Regions from separate parts of the Sus scrofa genome. Here region 1 is linked to region 2. A link is a contact called in public HiChIP or PLAC-seq data. All regions are on one chromosome and are shown on one strand. The core of a region is the stretch at or near the end of the contact, and the rest is flanking DNA. Distances in the headings are between cores, read along the strand shown. Region 1 holds the start of DENND5A (DENN domain-containing protein 5A). Region 2 holds the start of ZNF143 (zinc finger protein 143).

What was found. HiChIP or PLAC-seq counts read pairs in DNA pulled down with a chosen protein or histone mark.
Region 1: a contact with region 2 is called in an H3K27ac HiChIP or PLAC-seq map of skeletal muscle. The contact joins the promoter of DENND5A here to the promoter of ZNF143 in region 2. A contact is called at or near these places in 2 of 47 Hi-C or Micro-C datasets (heart right ventricle and skeletal muscle) and 2 of 2 datasets of contacts at active chromatin or transcription factors (alveolar macrophages and skeletal muscle).

What each region holds. Positions count from the first base shown.
Region 1 is chr9:266,280-270,192 of Sscrofa11.1, reverse strand. It overlaps DENND5A (DENN domain-containing protein 5A), which reads right to left and starts at 1,821. Exons shown (of 24, transcript XM_021062252.1): 1 at 1,672-1,821. The coding sequence starts at 1,783.
Region 2 is chr9:102,559-106,376 of Sscrofa11.1, reverse strand. ZNF143 (zinc finger protein 143) reads left to right here and starts at 1,601. Exons shown (of 16, transcript XM_021062244.1): 1 at 1,601-1,716.

The DNA of each region.
Region 1 (3,913 bases), core at 572-3,071, 160 kb before region 2:
ACCCAGTCATAGAAACTCAGTAGCAGAGTGGGAATATTTAACTCTAAAACCCATGCTCTCACTAACAAATCATTTCCGGCCTCCACTCCCATGCTTTATCATTTGCACACTATTCTCTTAGTTTTGACAATCTAACGTCTATGTGATTTAACAGACACTCAGAAGTACAGCATAAAAATAACACTGGTCTATTCCACCAATTTGAAGGGGTTTTTGTTTGTTTGTTTATATTTTTACTGGTGAGACCTGTCCTGGTCTTTCTTAACATGTTAGTGTTTTCTAAAGACTCAGTCAAGCACTGAGATGCAGTTCAGTGTTGCAAGAGGAGCCCTGGATCAAAGTCAGGCATTTAACCAGCAAGACATAGGCCCTACTTTCCTGGGCCACATTTTCCTCTCTCAGATCCCTTCCAGTTTTTCAGTACCACAAACTGAATTTCAGCAACACCACCACAAAGTCACAAATTTAACAAATACGAAATACAGACGAAAAATTAACAGCTGTGTTATAAGATTTGAAGATCTAAAAAAGTGAACTTAAAGCTACCCCAACGAAAGGCCCAATTAATTGTATTACTGCTTCATGATTTTTTCTCCACCTGCTCTTACTTTGAAGAAATAGTGTATTTGCTCTGACCTTGGTAAAGGTCATCCATTTATCCCTTTTTAAAAAGATAGTCCATTTTGAAGTACGAATCTAATTTTTTTTCCTAAAGGACACTGAAATTTTTCTGTAGTAAGAAAAAAAAAAAAAAAAAACTGTCATCACTGAAGCAACGTAGAACCAGTCAACAGGATAACCACTTTCCCGAGAGAAACTTTCCCGGTTCGAGACACGTCACCTGGCAAGGAGCCCCTCGCACCGTATCAGGATGACACCGCAAACCCTCACCACAGAAACCTGCACACAAAAACTTTTCCACAACTGTCCCGACTCAAAGACTCGGACGACGGAGCAGCGGAGCCCGCGGGGCTTTCAGAGCCCCGACCCGGGAGCCGGTCACCTCCCGGACGGTACAGCTCCGGCCCTCTCGCGCCGGACGGGGCAGATCCGCCCGGGCGCGTCTCCACCCCGCCGCCACTTCCCCCTGAAGGGCGGCTGAAGCATCGCGGCGCGACCGCCCCTCATTCGCACACGGCGGCGGCCGCGTCCGCACAGAAGCTACTTCCACGGAGAAGGGCACGGCCCGGGGCTCGAGCCCTTCCCGCAACCAAGGGAGGCGCCAGCCTCCTCGCAGCGGCCCCGCTCGCTCCGTTACTCGGCGTCCCAGCCGCGGGCCGGCTCCGGGCTGGGCGGCGGCGTTGGAGGAACTGCCGTCGCGGCTTCTTGGGAAGAGGCCAGACGAACTCACCAAGTTTCTGCTTCGCTTTTTCAAAGTCTGGGTGGAACTTACGCTCCCCGGACGAGGCTGCCTTCCCCCCTCCCGCAGGCGTGTTCGAGACAAGCCTCCCTTTATTTCACCCCAAGTCACTGCGCCGTCACCAGACCGAACACCCGGCCCTGCCCTCCGGCTCCCCCGGGGGACCGGGCCCCGGCGCGGCGGGGCGCGGGGCCCCCTCTTTCGGCCTCCGCGGCTCCGGCCGACGCCCCCTCCGACCGCCCTCGCCCGGCTCCCGGGACAAAGCGGGGCGCGGGGGCCTCCCTGGGGGACCCGGCCGCGGCGACACTCACCCGACAGCTCGTCCGGCTCCAGCCCGGTCTCGGTGTCCAGCCCGCAGATGACAAAGTAGTCGGCGAAGCGACTGGGCGCCGAGCCCCCTCCGCCGCCGCCGCCGCCGCTCATGGCGCCGGGGCCGGGCCGGGCCGTGCGGAGCGCGGAGCCCCGGCACCCGGGCGCCCGGCCGCCCGCAGGCCGCCCCTCCCGCCGCCGCCGCCGCCGCCGCTACCGCGGCTCGGGCCGCCGCCCCCGGCCTTGGCCCGGTCCCCGCGGCCGCCGCGGCTGCCGTGACGGGGCAGGGGGGCGCCGGGCCGCCCCGCGCCGCATCCTGCACGCCTGGCCCTCCGCGCCGCCGCCGCCAGCCGAGAGCGAGCCCGGAGCGGGGCGGGGAGCGCCGAGGAGCCCCCGCGGCCCTTCCCGCCGCGCCTGCGCAGCGCCGTCGGGGAGGGGCGGGCGCCCGGCGGAAGGGATGACGTGATGCTCTTCGGGCCCCGCGGTCTCCGCAGCGCGGCGGGCGAGAGCCCGTGCGCCCGCACCCGCACCCCCCGGGGCTGCGACGCCTTCCGCGAGGCTGAGAAGCGGCGGGATGCGGGAAGCTTCCTGCAGAGCCAGGCCCCGCCTCCGCTCCCGCTGAGGTCCGGAGGTGTGCTGCCTAGCCCGGCCCGGTGCCCGGATGGCATCTCGGAAGCCCACCTCTCCCCAGCCCCAGGCTGCCGGCCTGGACCCCAGATAGCGCCTTCTCCCTGACCCCGCTCCTAGGCCCAGCTCCAGCTCCAGCTCCAGCTCCTAGGCCCAGCTCCTGGGAGAGCCGAGGACGCCCCCTGTTTTGGAAGAGGGGAGCAGCCTGCGCTGTATTTACCCTTGGCTTACGAGTGGGGAAACTAAGGCCCAGAAGGAAGCCAGGACTTTCCCCAAGGTTACTCAGTCTAAGAGACAAAGCCTGACTAGAATCCTGGGCCTGTGGCCAGCATCCCTTACCCCGACTCCAGCCTGGCCTTTTCTCTGCACCGCGCTGTCCCTTTTGCTGTCCTAGAGCGTCCAGAGGCCGCTGCCACTTGGGAGCTCTCCTTCTGCTTCTGAGAATTCCCACTTCCATCCCTGAGCCCATCCTCCTGGGGCGGGGGGTGGGGGGGTGGCGAGGAGAGAAACTTGCCTCCTGGTACTTGTGTCGGGCCCCTCCAATTTGTTTCTCACGGAAGCTAAGCAGGAAACTGGAGATCAGAATCCGAGAAGGCAGTATGTGGTGTGGTCACTAGCATGGGCTTTAGAAACAGCTCAGATTTGAGTCCTGACTCTCGTTTACTGTGTGACCTTGGGCCATCTCCAGGCGCCAGCAGCCGTGGCTCTTGTGAAGAAAACAAAAGGTAAATGTGAATACAGGTTCCGTGGTCAGAATAGTGCCTGGAGCTAGAAAGCGCTCAGTAGGTGGGAGCTGTTAGAGGACTATGCCAGCAAGAGATGTGTTCAGGGTTTGCTCTGGCTGGCAGGCTGCTGCCAAGGGCCTGAAAGGCAGCTGGCTTCCCCAAGGGCTGATCCTGAGCTCTTTCCTGGGTGCTCTCGTGGGTACTTCTCTCAGGTATTGGTTCCCACGGGGAGGGTGGCCCAGAGGTCACAGCCAACATCACTTGGAACCATAGCACCTGCGCCTCCATGTGTGTCACCTGCCTGAACGGGGCAGAGGAAAGTGCAGAAAAGGTAGCTTCACAAAGTGTGTTTAGGAGGACGCCTCCCCCATCTTGCCTGCTGGGGATGCAGAAACAGCGGACCGGCTCAGACAGCAAATGGTTACAAGGCACCGAAGAGGGGTATCTTTCCAGAGTGGGGAGGTCAGGGAAGGCACCCAGAAAAGGTATAATCTGACCTGGGTTCCAAAGGAGCAAAAGGAATTTCTCAAGTAAAAGGGGCAGGAAAAGATGTTTCAGGCAGCATCGCAACAACCGGGAGTGACAGGTTAAAATGCTCACATACAGAAGTTGGTACAGCCACTGTGGAGAACAGTATGGAGGTACCTTAGAAAACTATACGTAGAACTACCATATGAGCCAGCAACCCCACTCTTGGGCATGTATCTGGACAAAACTTTGTTTGAAAAAGACACATGCGCCCGCATGTTCATTGCAGCACTGTTCACAGTAGCCAACACAAGGAAACAACCCAGATGGCCATCGACAGATGATTGGATTAGGAAGAGGTGGTACTTATACTCAATGGAATACTATTCAGCCATAAAAAGAACAAAATAATGCCATTTGCAGC
Region 2 (3,818 bases), core at 352-2,851:
AGTGTTTTAACAAATGACTGAAGATTTGGTTCTTAGTAATACATGATTAAATGGCATAAGGTATTCTGATTCTGATTATAAATACAGATACAACAACTGGAAGGTACAGAAAGTATAAAGTAAAACACATCATCTGAATCTATTCTTTGGGCACAAGACTGTTGAGTGAGCCAATTCTTCCAGTTTCAAGTAACCTAATCCAATTTTATGTCGCATTTTTCATTCTTAAAAGGACATAAAATAATGACTACCTTAATGTAGTCAAACAAAACTCCTGTTTTCCTTCGAATGGCATTTGGGTAACAATTATGAGCTATACCTTGGTTAGGGTCAGCCTGCCCCTCACTTCCCACCAAAAAGAACGTACTGGTAAAATCTCAAACCAGATTCAAGTGCAGATCAAAACATTAATTATCCTCACCTATAGAGCCATTCCATAATCAATTTAGCCCAAAGACACTAAATCCATCACCATTCAGCTCTCTCCCGTTTTCATAAGTAGGACGCAAATCTCAGCTACGGCGGGGCCAGCGCCGCATTCTCAGCAACTCAAATCTACACCTGCGATGCCCAATTCAACAAATATTGAGTCTGCACACTTTAATCTCACCTCTGTTCAGCCTCGCTGCCAAAGCACATGGATACTTACTGAATACTTCAAAAGATTAGGATTTCCAATGGTTTAGAGAAAGTTTGGGTGGAGAGTTACAGCAAGTATTACCCAAACTTCACAACTAATTTGTACCTATAGGTTCGAGCAGGCCAAGCCAGTGCTTTCCCCACCCTTTAATTCGTAACAGACACTAAAGGGAAAGAAAAAAAAGTTAGCGACACCACTACAGACGACTTCGAGATCTGAGCCTAAACGACAAGAAAGCGCAAGAGCATCCGCAGTGTCCTCCAGCAGCGTCCGAGACCACCGCCCATGGTCGAGCGCGGCCGGGGCTCCGGCTGAGGCAGGAGGCCCGCGCTGCGGCCCGTGGCGACGCCCCGGCGACCGGAGGAGCAAAGGCAGACTCGGCAGCCGGTGACCGGCCAACAGCCGCTCTCGGGAAAGCAGAGCCCTCGCCCAAGACCAAAGGCCTCAGCTGGCACCGGAGCCCCCCGGGAGCGGCCAGGCGTCCCGCCCTGGCCTACCCCAGCCTGCTACTTCCCGCTCGACACTCGGCAGTCGCTAGGCAAAGCCCGATCGGTCGCCAGAACGCGCTCTAGCTAGCCCGCGGGGAGCGCCGAGACCGTCTCCTAGCCCCTGTGGGGAAAATGGCGCCTGTCACCGCTTCTCCCTCCCGGCTAGTCACAAGGACCAGCCTCCGTCCCTCGCCACAAAATGGCGCCTCCCGCTGGGGCCCTAGAATCGGCATAATTCACTTGTCAGCGAGGCGGTGTCGAGCTGGGATGCGCGCCTCTGCCAACCAGTCAGACCGAGTAACTTTGGTTCCGCACTTTGCTCAAGCCACTCAGGCGCTAGCTGTAAGGCCTGGCGATGCTGACGTCATGAAAAGGGGCGTGGACAAGGCGGTCTCCTTTGGCGTCGCCTAAATTTGAGCCAATGGAAAGCAGGAAGTATCGAATGACTGACGTAGTGACGGCCCAATGGAGGCCGGGGGCGGGCCTCAGACCCACTATGCGGGTTGCGGGGCCTGGGGGCCGGGCGGCTGTTTCCTGTCCTGGTGCATGGTGGTCGGACGAAGGAATTGTTGGAAAATTTTCTCGGAGGTTCGTATATAAATGTGTTTTTACCCAGTGTGCATTATTCTCCGCCCGGCCGCCGCCCTCAGCGCGGCGGCGCGGGCCCGCTCGGGCCGGGGCTCTGGCTCCGGCTGCTCAGCCTCCACCGCAGGCCCAGCCGATCCTACGGCCGGCCGCGGTAGCCGCGCCTGGGCAGAAGCGGAGTTTATTAATAACCCGCGGCCGCCACTCTGGGGCGGCGGAGCTTTTCTCACTGAGGACGCCCCCCCCCACCTCGTCTGCGCACTGCGCCCCGCCTGTTCCCCTCAGGGGACAGCCGAGGGGAGGGAGGGAGGGAAGGAGGGGAGGGAGGAGCCCTCGGGAGCCTGGCGGCGCTTCCCCGCTTGACCTCCGCGCGGAGCGGGTCCCCAGGCGCCGCCGGGGCGAAGCTCCTCCGGCCGGGACGCCGGGCCCGGTCCTCACGGGGCCGCAGCTGGGGCGCCGCCGACGCAACTGGCCGGGGGCCCGGTCGGGATCCCGTCTGCAGATCGCACCCAGAATTTCCTTCTACTCAGATCGTGCACAGATTCTTGTTTTTCTCACTTTTTTAAAAAAATAATTTTTGGGTCTAACATCGAATATTAGAAATTGTCCATTTTATCGTTCCACTCTTGGTGTTGGCTAAAGAGTGAATGAATCTCTTCGTTGCTTTGTAACATTTTCTTGTGGGACCAATCACCAATTTTTATTCTCTTCCCTTTTGCTTATTTTACCATTAAGTTTACACATTAACAAAGTTAAGCAAAAAGTAGATAAGAATAAATTGCTAAACCGATTATTTGTTTAAAATCAACTTAAGCCTTGGCTTCGGAAGTGTCCAGTCAGCTAATATAATTTGGTGGGGATGTGGTGAAAAATTGTACGTTTGGCGTTGTGTTTGAAATTGTCCTGAGTCTTACTAGAGGATGTTTGTGTTGTAGTTGACAAAAATCTGTGGAATATTTAGTATTTTTTCTTTGCTCAGTGCTTAGTTTCAGTTCCTTGTTAAGTGTTTAGTAAGAGAATAGGTAATGAGACCATCCAAATGCTCTGGTAAGTTAGGGAGCTAATTTTATCCAGGTGTATTTTCATTACTTTGGAAATTATTTAGCAGTGTAGTAATACTTGAGGGCCTATTTTTTTTCCATTGCCCTGCTTTATTGATAGAATTTACATACCTTTACAATTCACTCCTTTAAAGTATATATTAGGTAGGTTTAATGTACTCACAGTTGTGCAGCCACCACCACAATTTTAAACCATGTTCATCATCCCTCTTCCAAAAACCCTACCCACTAAGTTACTCCCCATTTCACTTAAAACTTCCCCTTCCCCGACCACTAATCTACAGATTTATAGATTATGAACATTTCATATAAATGGAATCATACAGTATGTGTACTTCTGTGACTTGCTTCTTTGATTTAACATGTTTGCAAGATTCATTCATGTTATAACATGTATCAGTACTTGATTTCTTTTCATTGCCAGATATTTTGTTGTATGGACATAACACCTTTTATTTATCCATTAATCTACTGATGTACATTTAGGTTGCTTTCACCTTTTGTCTGTTATGCATGATGCTACCATGAAGTTTCTGTGTGGAAATTTGTTTTCATTTCTGTGTGTGTATTTGTGTGTATGTCCACACACACCTAGGAATAGAATTCGTTGGTTGGTTGGTCATATGGTAACTCTGTATTCACCCTTTTGAGGAACCGTCAAACTGTTTTCCAAAGTGCTTGCACCATTTTGCATTGCTGCCAGCAGTGTATGAGAGCTCACGTTTCTCCATATCCTTGCCAACACTTGTCGTTATCTTTCTTTTTGATGGTCGTCATCCTAGAGAGTATGCAGTGATATCTCTTGTGATTTTGATTTGCATTTCCTAGGTGCTAATGGCATTGAGCATTTTTTCATGTGCTTTTTGGACATTTGCATATTTTCTTTGGAGAAATGTCTGGGTCTTTTCCCTATTTTTAAATTGGTTTGTTTAGGGAGTTTCTGTTGCGGCACAGCGGAAATGAATCCGACTAGGAACCATGAGGCTGCGGGTTTGATCCCTGGCCTTGCTCAGTGTGTTGGGGATCTGGCATTGCTGTGAGCTG